Regions from separate parts of the Ovis aries genome. Here region 1 is linked to region 2. A link is a contact called in public Hi-C data. All regions are on one chromosome and are shown on one strand. The core of a region is the stretch at or near the end of the contact, and the rest is flanking DNA. Distances in the headings are between cores, read along the strand shown.

Evidence for each region. A called contact is a pair of places that touch in the nucleus more often than the background predicts.
Region 1: a Hi-C map of liver shows a contact between it and region 2, with 5 times the contacts expected there. The contact joins two enhancer-like sites. A contact is called at or near these places in 7 of 16 Hi-C or Micro-C datasets (hypothalamus, liver, mesenteric adipose tissue and 3 more).

What each region holds. Positions count from the first base shown.
Region 1 is chr25:19,067,783-19,073,430 of ARS-UI_Ramb_v3.0, reverse strand. No RefSeq gene overlaps it. Among named protein-coding and RNA genes, the nearest start is that of JMJD1C, 180 kb to the right of the region's middle. Within about 2 kb of position 2,595, at least 34 of the 54 cell types and tissues checked have an H3K27ac peak or open chromatin away from gene starts, as enhancers often do. A contact at or near this core is called in liver and muscle, where this site is marked.
Region 2 is chr25:18,991,474-18,996,742 of ARS-UI_Ramb_v3.0, reverse strand. No RefSeq gene overlaps it. Among named protein-coding and RNA genes, the nearest start is that of JMJD1C, 110 kb to the right of the region's middle. Within about 2 kb of position 1,777, at least 48 of the 54 cell types and tissues checked have an H3K27ac peak or open chromatin away from gene starts, as enhancers often do. A contact at or near this core is called in liver and muscle, where this site is marked.

The DNA of each region.
Region 1 (5,648 bases), core at 1,346-3,845, 76 kb before region 2:
TCCAAATTTGCTAGCATATTGAGTGCAGCACTTTCACAGCATCATCTCTTAGGATTTGAAATAGCTCAACGGGAATTCCATCACCTCCACTACTTTGTTCATAGTGATGCTTCCTAAGGCCCACTTGGCTTTGCATTCCAGGATGTTTGGCTCTAGGTGAGTGATCACACCATCATGATTATCCGGGTCATGAAGATCTTTTTTGTATAGTTCTGTGTACTGTTGCCACCTCTCCTTAATATCTTCTGCTTCTCTTAGGTCCATACCATTTCTGTCCTTTATTGAGCCCATCTTTGCATAAAATGTTCCCTTGGTATCTCTAACTTTCTTGAAGAGATCACTAGTCTTTCCCATTCTATTGTTTTCCTCTATTTCTTTGCATTGATCACTGAGGAAGGCTTTCTTATCTCGTCTTGCTATTCTTTGGAACTCTGCATTCAAATGGGTATATCTTGCCTTTTCCCCTTTACTTTTCGCTTCTCTTCTTTTCACAACTATCTGTAAGGCTTCCTCAGACAGCCATTTTGCTTTTTTGCATTTCTTTTTCCTTGGGGATGGTCTTGATCCCTGTCTCCTGTACAATGTTACAAACCTCCGTTCATAGTTCTTCAGGCACTCTATCAGATCTAATCCCTTAAATCTATTTCTCACTTCCACTGTATAATCATAAGGGATTTGATTTAGGTTGTACCTGAATGGTCTAGTGGTTGTCCCTACTTTCTTCTATTTAAGTCTGAATTTGATGATAAGCAGTACATGATCTGAGCCAGGGTCAGCTCCCAGTCTTGTTTTTGCTGACAATGGAGCTTCTCCATCTCTGGCTGCAAAGAATATAATCAATCTGATTTCAGTATTGACCATCTGGTGATGTCCATGTGTAGAGTCTTCTCTTGTGTTGTTGGAAGAGGGTGTTCGCTATGACCGCTGTGTTCTCTTGGCAAAACTCTATTAGCCTTTGCCCTGCATTCATTCATGGGCCCATGGGTCGCAAAGAGTCAGACACAACTGAACGATTAACACTTTCTCTTTTCAGTCCTTTTAGAAGAGTCTTTCTCTTCAATTCATGACAACCCCCACCACTCTCTATTACTCCCTAAAACTGAGAGACAGAGTCAGTTGCCATTTATCAGGTCTTATTGGGCTTTTCTCTTATAACATGACATTCCTGGTTCCTGGATCCAAGGAAAAAGGAGCCTGGTCACCTCAGTCATCCAAGGACTAGTGAAGATGCATTACTCATAGTTGAAGCTTGGGGCATTTGTTGGAATCCAGGTGGCAGAATTTGGAGATAACTTGATGGACATGAGTTTGGGTGAACTCCCGGTTTGGTGATGGACAGGGAGGCATGGTGTGCTGCAATTCACGGGGCCGCAAAAAGTCGGACACGACTGAGCGACTGAACTGAACTGAACTAGAAGGTTCAGTATGAAAAAGACCTTTCCAGATCATCTCCAAATCTTCATTATACAGAAGAGGAAACTGAGGTCTCAGGAGGCTAGGTGCCTTGTTATACAATGAACTTGCAGAAAACCCTAACTCTGAGCCAGCATCTCTTAACTCCAGGCTCCTTTCACTGGTGGTGGTGGGGGGGGGGGGGGGGGGGGGGATTAAACAACTACCACACAGAGAAGGGGAGAGTAGGGACAAGATCTCCCTTCCTCCTCCCCCAGGCTGTGGCAAGCAGCCAAATGCAGCTTACTGCATATTTAATTTAAACCTTTGTCTGCCCTGGCAAGGACAAAGTACAATCTGTTTTATGTAAAAAGTCTTCCCTGAGGAAAGCCTCAGCCTCCAGCTGCGAAACTGATTGATGTTCTTAAAACCCCCAGGAACCTCTGCTGGGATCCGAGGTTGTGGTTTCTAAAAAAAGAGTTTGTAAAAGGGAAGCACTGAAAAACAAAAATAATTTTCCCCTTTATTGTGTCTCTCACAATCTGGGAGAATTAGACAGAAACCGAGAGGGGAACAGGCAAATAAAGACTGTTCTAACAGCATATTTCAGAGCTCCACACGGGAGGGGAGGAGTTTAGGAGTTTAGGATGGCAGTGGGCTATGGGAGGACCAGCAGCTGATTTGCACAGCAAGACCGCCCATTCTGATCACTAAAGACACAGACACATTTGGAGATGATTTAGATTCACTTGGCAAAAGACTGAAATCATGGAGGTTTTTCTCTGGAGTGTTTGTGAAATGTTCTGATAGAGATTAAAATCCATCTTATTTTGAGAATGTTGTGATATTCCTGACTTCACTTTAGGAGACCCCGAGCTGAAGTGACACTTCTTGTGGAAACAAGGCCAGTTGTGAAGTCCAGTTTTTGAGCTGCCTTCTTGGTATGTTCCAAGGTTAGGGGAATATGCCGCCAGGTTTTTGCTTCATCCTTTGTGATCTCTACCCGCTCTTGGAGCCCAATGCACCGGCAGCACCACAGAAGTGTACCACTGAGTCCACTTCAGAGAGGGCGAAACCACTATATAAAAGTTCTTAGACTGACCAAGCTTAACCTCAAAGGCCCGGCCCTTTCCTCTGGCCCCTAGGCCCGCCCAGAGCAGGCTGTATGTCAGGCTGGGAGAAGGGCATGGTTTAGGGAGCAAAGGCTTCTGGCTCAGGGGGCGGAACCACAGTTTGGAGACAGAACAAAGCCACAGCCAGGTCAGGGCTAAGGAGCTTGGGCTGGTCTTGGAATGGAGCCAGGACCCAGAAACCACTGCCGTGAGCCACCAGCTGGCTCTGGTCCTGGGAACACGAGCAGCTGTCATGCAGGCCAGACCAGACCTGCAGTCTGTCACCATGCCAACGGCTCCATTAGCCCTCCCAGTCTCTGCTCCCTGCAGGCTCACACCCAGTGGCCTGTGTACTTTGGCATCAGCCTACCTTTAGGTGTGTCCTGAGGTGACTGAATAAACTTACAGAAAAGCCACATCACCTGCTGGGTCTTATCATTCTGGACAGTGCTTTGTTGTTCCAGAAACCCATAGAGGTCAAAGTGTATAACTACAAACCTTTAAAGTGTGTTGACCTGATGAAAATGAAAGGGCCAATGATTTTCCTTAACTCTGTGTGGTCTAATTTAAGTGCCTGTCACTAGTACTTTAACTGGAACAACCCAGGCTCCATGACTGTGGAAACAGGAAGCCTTACCCCTATATGCCCAAGTGGTGGGGGCAAATCAGTGAAAGGCCACATTCACAGCTGTTTGGAGTACATCCTGATACCTTGGGATTCAGTTGCAGTAATAAAGTTAACATCAACACAATCATATCAAGAAAAGGTCACAGAAAGAGAAATCTTTGTTTCAAAAACTATGGTACTGTTCCTGGGGACATCCCTGGTGGTCTGATGGCTAAGACTCTCACTCTGGATGCAGGAGATGTGGGTTTGATGCCTGGTCAGGGAACTAGATCCCACATACTGCAGCTAAAGATCCCTTGTGTTGCAACTAAAGACCCAGCGCAGTCAAAGGGATAATTACTTTTTAAAAAAAATTATTATAGTGTTCCTTTTCTACACTAGATCATATTATCATCGTCTGTGTCAATGGCTATTCTCCCAAGTCCCACTGACCATGTGAGAAGTTTTTCCGAAAGATTAAGCTTCACCTCTTCCTAATTTTGTCCCCTTCCAAACTTGTTTAGCCCTCTTCAGGCTTGGTTACAAATTGTAACATTTTAACAGGCTGCACCTCCTCGATCTTTAGATTCTCTTATCACCAGGGAGAGGCCTGTACAACCTAGTAAACTTTAGCCATAAGGCAGCTCCCTAATGAGAATAAAGGGCAGAATAAAAGGCAGCATCCCACAGTGGGGCCAGCAGGATCCATCCCAGGGACAGAAGCCCAGTAGGGCTTAAGCTATAAGAACAAATAAGAACAAACTCTTGGTGCTCAGGAAACTCATAATCTAGGGGAGGCCACTGCTATGTTGCTTAACAAGGTGATAAGCTACAGTGTGTGCTGAGTGCTGTGGGAATGCAAAGGCAGCGATGATTAATTATGCTGGGTATGTGGATTAAAGATCTGGGAATGTTTCCCAGAGAGAGGAGTAGTTGAGCTGAAACCTTAAGGATGAGCAAGCTTTGATGAGGAGGAAATTTAATGGGCAGACTGCACAGCAATATGCATTCCAGGAAGAGGCATAGTGCGCAAGTCTTCCCGGCACAGAGAAGCAATAATACAGGAAATGTTAGGAGTGAAGAAGGTCGTCTGGTACACTTGGAGTTTATGATATAACGTAAAAGTGACAAAAGAAAGACTGAAGGACTTCTCTGGTGGTCCAGTGGTTAAGAATCTGCCTGCCAGTCCTGGGGACATGGGTTCCATACCTGGTACAGGAAGATCCCGCGTGCCACAGGGCAACTAAGACCATGAACCGCAACTGCTGAGACCATGCGCCTAGGCAATGAGAAACCCATGCACTGCAGCTAGAGAAAGCCTGAGCAGCAACAAAGACCCAGCATAGCCAAAAATAAATTTTAAAAAAAGACTGAAGAGTTAGGTTAGGCCAGATGGTGACTGTCTTGGAAGACAAACTCATTGGACTTTACCCTGAACTGACTGGTAAAGCATGCAAAGGATTTTAAATGACTGGCTAGGTCAGGAGTTAAGGTTAGTAAGTGTGACAAGCAAAATTGTCTAGAAATAACTCTGGAAGGTTACTTTAAGCAGCCTAGACAGACCAACTACAGCAGGGGCCTCCTTCTTCTCCCATGGGATGGACTGCCCCAAACTCATAGGACTGATAGCTTCTTCCCCATCCCTAGTCAGGTAAACTACAGGCCTCCGTGCAGGCCTCAAAGATCCAGAGCTGCAAAATTGGCTTTCCTGGACAGCTGAAAATATCCAAACACCTAACTCAGATTGCTTAGTGCCCCTGAATCTGTTTGTACCCCCACTGATAAGTCATTCTCTCACTCTATCTGGAAAGCAACATGGAAGTAGGGCCCTGGGTCGAGAACATAAACCTTCCACATCCCAGCTGATGGATGAGAGGCTGAGATCACAGACTTCTGCTCTCCCTGTGGACACTTCCTCAGCAAACCTCCACAAGAAAGTCTTTCTAAATCACACCACCAGATGTTATGAAACGCTTTCTGACCATGGTGACCCATAAAGGCATCCACATTACATCAAAATGGGACTTCCTAGGAATGGAATAAGACCTCTCCCCATTCACTGTCAGTTAGGACTCAAGCGGTAGCAGAAAATCTAACTGAAATTGGCTTTAACAGTTAAGGGGATTTTTGATTCAAATGACTGTTGGAGTGGATACAGAGTAGTTAACCCAGTGTTTCAATGTGTTATCAGTGGCCTATTTCTGTCTGTCTCTGCTCTGCCTTCTCTAGGGTCAGACTCATTGCAAGACTGACTCCCTAACAGTAGTAGGAAGGCTGCCAGTCACTATCAACTCATGAGCATTCACATCCAATGGTGAGAGGGGCTTGCAGATGAGCATTCCAACCCAGTGTCCTGAAATTCATCTTAACTGGATAAACTCATGTCATATATCTATGCTCACATCAATGCATGTATTCATTTAATAAATGTTGAGTACCTACTACTCACTAGCCACTTTTCTAGATTCTAGGACATGGAATAATGTTGAATAATTGATTGACTTAAGCCAATTGGTACCCACCACTAGAGCTAACAG
Region 2 (5,269 bases), core at 528-3,027:
AGGAGTGGCTGATAGATGGATGTAGAGTGTGAGGGAGAGGAATCCAGGGCGACGAGAAGGGAGGAGAGCTGCATTATTATTCGGAAAATATTTCTCAAGGAAGTTGATGACAGAAAACTGCATGGGAGACATTTTGAGGGAAAGTGGGATTAGCGCCCTGACCACAAGGCCCACCATCCTCCTCCTCTCCTGGGGGACGTCCCTGCTAACATAACAGGAGGCCCACAAGAGGGCACACTTCTCTCATCCAGTTAGAATCATGGTCCCCTTCTGTTCCAGTTCCGTCCTCTGTTGAAAAGTGAGGTCAGTCACGGTCAGAGAAAGAAAAATCCGCCTTTTTTGCAGGTTGTGGAAAAACTAACTGAAGGAGCGATCCCACTGCCATTGCCTAACTCTTATTTTATTGATAAACAGAGCCTATTAACACATAATAACAGTCACCATGGAGTTTTTCCTATGCATTGCGCTTTGTGTTAAGCACTTGATTTGCACTATCTCATTAACCCTAAATCTTTACACCACCTCTATACTATAGGTACAGGTGACATTTTAGGAATGGAGAAACTGAGGCACCAAGCACCAAGAGGTAGTGTGCGTGGGCAATTAAGTCACTTTGTTGTGTCCGACTCTTTGCTACCGTATGGACTGTAGCCCGGGTTGTTCAAGTAGGAATATTCGAGTGGGTTGCCCTTTCCTCCTCTCGGCTATCTTCCCCACACAGGGATTGAACCCCTGTCTCCTGTATTACAGGACTCTTCACCGGCTGAGCCATCAGGGAAGCCCATGAGGGAGAGTAACTTGCGACAAAGCAATGGAAGAGCACTGTACCCTGAACACTTAATATTTTGTATGCTTTTGTTTATTCTCAGCCAGCAATTCTTGGGAGAGGAAACGCTAGAGCTGACTCAGTTTCAGCTGGTGACTAAGGTGGGACCAGAAGACCTGTTTTCGTACTTTGCTCGAAATAGGGGGAGGGAGATTTGCCTCGGGTTGAAGGCTGCGAATGGACATATTATTTTGGTAGAGACTACTTAATGACTGAGGATGACAGGTGGAAAAGGACCAACATCTTTTAAAATCATTTTCCTGTAGGTCGTGCTTTTCTTTTCCTTTAGGATATTTCCTCCTCTGGTTTTAAAAATTGTCACAAAACATTTACGCAACGACCTGGGGTGTTATGACACTCTTAGGTCAAAATGTAAGGACAACCTGGATGAAGGACAATTTTTAAAAAAGAACACGGCCTGCCCTCGCCTTGGTTAAATAAATCAATGGAAACGATTTGTTCAAACTGGAGCATCCAACAGACGCAAGCTCTCTGAAACAGCCCGGACTCCTTGGCAAACACCGTTGCTTAGCGAGACGTCAAAACTCCTGCGTGCAAACAAACGCAAGAGGGGCTCAGCCGCCGGCACGCAGCTCTGGTTTCGGAAAAACTCTATGGAGGGACGTGTAGCTCCTCCCTCTCCTGGTTAGGGGTGGGTGAGGGGAGAGGGGAAGAGGAGCGATCTTCCTGGCTAACCTCACCGGCGAGGACGCCTCTCTCCGTGCCGGGAGGGTGCAGAGGAGATAGAGGCTAGTCGCTCCGCAGGAGAAAACGCCAGTCTTAGTGTTGGACCTTAGGCAAGAAGGAGGGGGAAGCCCGCCCTCCGTCCCCAGCACAGTCAGCGCGCCCCTCCCCCCAGGAAACGCGCCCGCCGGCCCCGCCCTCCTCCGCCACCTCCTGGGCACTTGGGTTGTAAAATCCCACGCAGTGGGGCCGACGCGGTGACGGGGCGGGGCGAGGCCCTGGCGCGGCCCCAGCAGTTCCTCCCCCGGCCTCCCCGCGCACTGGCCGTTCTCCGCGTCCCAACCCCCGCCTGCCTCCATCATACCAACGCCCCTCCCCCAACCCCTCGGCGCGGCTCCGGCACCGTGAGCCCAGCCTGCGGCCTTAGCCACCCCACCGAGCTCCAGCCTCCGCGGCCCGCCCTGCTCTCCCCCGCCGGGGGCGTCTCCCGAGTCTGGACCCCAGTTGTCTGGGCTACAGGGAGGAGCTGCAGCCGCGGCAGCCCCGCCTCTTGGGCTTTTGGACTACCCCAGCTCCTTGAACATCTGGGTGCTGGAGTTAACGTTCCAGATGTGGCTTCTGGGCGGCCAGATGTGCGCACTCGCCCACCGCGGGCCGCTCGGGCCTGGCGGCCGGCGAGTCTGGGCGGACGCGTGGGAGGGGCTGGGAATTTTCCCTCGAAGCTGACTTAAAAGCCGTCGGAACCTCAGCCCCCTAGGCTCCCCGCCTAGGCCTCCAAACTCTCCCGAAAAGTACTGCCAAAAGGAAAAGTTTCCAACCCAGCCCCTGCCCCTCGGCCGTGCAGCCTTCGGAGCTTCTCAAATCGGCAAGGAAAATAGAGCAGTTCTATGGGATTCCCCCCGTGGACAGAGGAGCCTGGTGGGCTGCCGTCTATGGGGTCGCACAGAGTCGGACACGACTGAAGCGACTTAGCAGCAGCATGGGATTCCCCCCCAAAAAACCCTGATGTATTGACGACGCGATCCTGGTCTGGCCATGGGACGCCAGGTGCACAGCCAGGGAACTCCAGGTGCGGAAGAAGTTAACAGTAGGCTTGCATTTGGGGTTTGCCCTAAAGCGCTCTTTGACCGGTATGGAGTCCATTTCCGAAGTTGAATGTCGTATTCCACCTGGTACAAGCAGTTCAGAGCAGAAGAAAAGCCAAGTGAACCCTGTGACTCAACTCCCTTGGAATGTGCCTGGAATAATAAGGGGGACTTGAAAGGTTTTTATGGCCGCGGGTAAAGCTGGTGGAGACCAGGCTCCTGCGCCCTCAGTTGGCGGACGGCCGAGGGGGGCAGTGTTGCCTTCTGCAGTGCTGCAACGCCTGCAAACCGGACAAAAATAGTCGGAGTATCTGGTTTAAATCAACCAAAAAGCATTTCTATCAGCTTAACCCACCGTCCGTCGGAACCGGCAGAACAGAACGAGCCAGATATAATCCCGGGACTCTTTTTAACACTCCAGTGAGAGATAAACCCAATCACACTTCACCTCTGGGATTTAAGTGTCCTAATGTAAAACTGTCGTTATTTTATAGATGTTGCAAATTAAACTTCCTTTTCTGAGGTTATGTGTGGGCATGTGCTCAAGCATTTACGTTTACTAGCAACGCTCTGAATGTGTGGCCTTTTTTGGGGGGTGGTGGTGGTAAGTGATGTTGTTGAACCGTGCAGCCCTAGAATAGTAAAAAGTATTCGAGGCCAACATACGGGTTGCTTACACTACTAAATATTGATATAGAGTCGCATTTTCCTCCCTTCACGTCCTACTCAGATTCCAAAGGCAAGTTGGAACAAAAGGAAAACATGTCTGAGTTTAAAGAGAGGACTTGTGCCAAGAATTACAGTCACAGGGTAAATAACCTTGTTTTCTCCTTCATCAGTGGCAGCTACCAAACCCCGCTCTTGGAATGTGGCCAACAGTCTGTCTGGTGGAGGGTGCTGCTAATTAGAGAGAGACCATAAACCTCTCTGTCAAAGAGGGCATATGACCTTCCCTTCAAGTCTAAACAATAAAGCTGGCGAACTGCAGACTGCACTCTCTCGCAGGCTGCCCTGCGGATTCCCTAAATAGGAACAGGATGAAGGCCAGGCTTAAGAGGTTACCATAGCTCTGCTCTCACACTTTGAGGAATCGGTCACTCCACTTCCCAGTATAACTTGTTTCAATTACTCTCGACAATCTATTTAGAGGAGAGCAGCTTGCAGAGAGAACTCATTGTCTAACCTAAATGAGGAAGCAATTATTACTTGCTTGCAGTCTAATACGCTTTGAGACTGTCAGGTCAAATATCAACCAGATCTCATATAACTTTACTTTGCACTAGGGAAGATATATTTCCTTTTAAAGACAATTATGTATGCTTGCTTTTCTGAATCACCCCTTTTATTCTAATAAGTTTACAAAATTAAGGTTCCCCCCTCTTCAATATTCTTTTCTAATTTTAGGATTTGTTATTCTAAGGAAAACAACCACAGCCTCTTCTGTACGTTGCTTAATGTTAAATTACACTTTAAAAACTTTGGCTTTTTAAATGGGTTATCTTGTCAGTTCAGCTCAGTCGTGTCCGACTCTTCGCGACCCCTTCTCAGAATATAGCAAAATAAAGAGTTCCCCGAATCTTCCTTTCTTTGTCTAATTTCCCTCCCTGGGAGCCCCCTGCAAACTTTAATTTTATACAAGGTTTTGTAAACTAACAATAATTCAGTTCCACTTTCCTAGAACATAGGGAAACTGTTGCCTGCTATATATCCCACCGTACTTGCTTTCTACTGAAAAGACAATGAAATTCATCTCCTGTGTAAAAAGTCATTTGGCCCTTTTCTGTTTTACTAGTTAAAACCTAGGTTTATTAGTTAAAACACGAAAATTCTTGTTGTGAACAGAGCACATAAAAGGCTTTACAAGGTGTGGTTTGAAGAGAGAAAGTGGCAGAGCAAACGCTGGTGGGAAGGTGGGGAAGGAAAGCACTTCCTGAGTGGATGCTCCTCCCGGCTGAGCCACATCCTCTCTTCAGATCTCTTCCTGTTTGTCTCAGCCAATAACTGATAGTAAATGTGGTCTTTTTCCTATTCAATTAAAAAGCATCCTTTCTCTCCTTGCCGAAGTTACCCTAAGAGCCAAATTTGCTATTAACTACCTTACTCAAAAAACTTCAATCCATTCTAATCTGATAATCTGAAATTTTTATCTAATGCAGAAATAGTAAGAACCATTTCTACCTTAGCTGTTTAAGTATTCTGTGGTAGCCAGGATAACCAAGTATAATGGAATTAACAACACAAGAATCTGAAGCTACAATTATTGTGCTTGGGTTTGATCACTGTTGAGTCTCGGTTTCCCTATCTGTAAAACAGACATACTCCCAAAGTGTGGAAACAAATGATATATAAATCTTATTTATCACAATCTAACACACAGGGCATCACAAGCCTCATGAGGCATAATTTCCCTCTTTCAAATAAGCATGTGCTGCAACAGTCCCTTTCTTTGTAAGATAAACTAACAAAGTGCAAGACTTGGGAATTTTATATGTTGACTCTGACAACTTTATATTTTAGGGTAAATAGTTTCCTTTGGAACTTAATTTTAAGGATACTATGATGGTTAATTTTATGTGTCAATGGATAACATCACTGCACTTGGACATTTGCTCAAGCATTGGTCTAGATGTTCCTGTGAAGGTTGAAGAACCTAAGCTACTCCATTTTGTTAAAA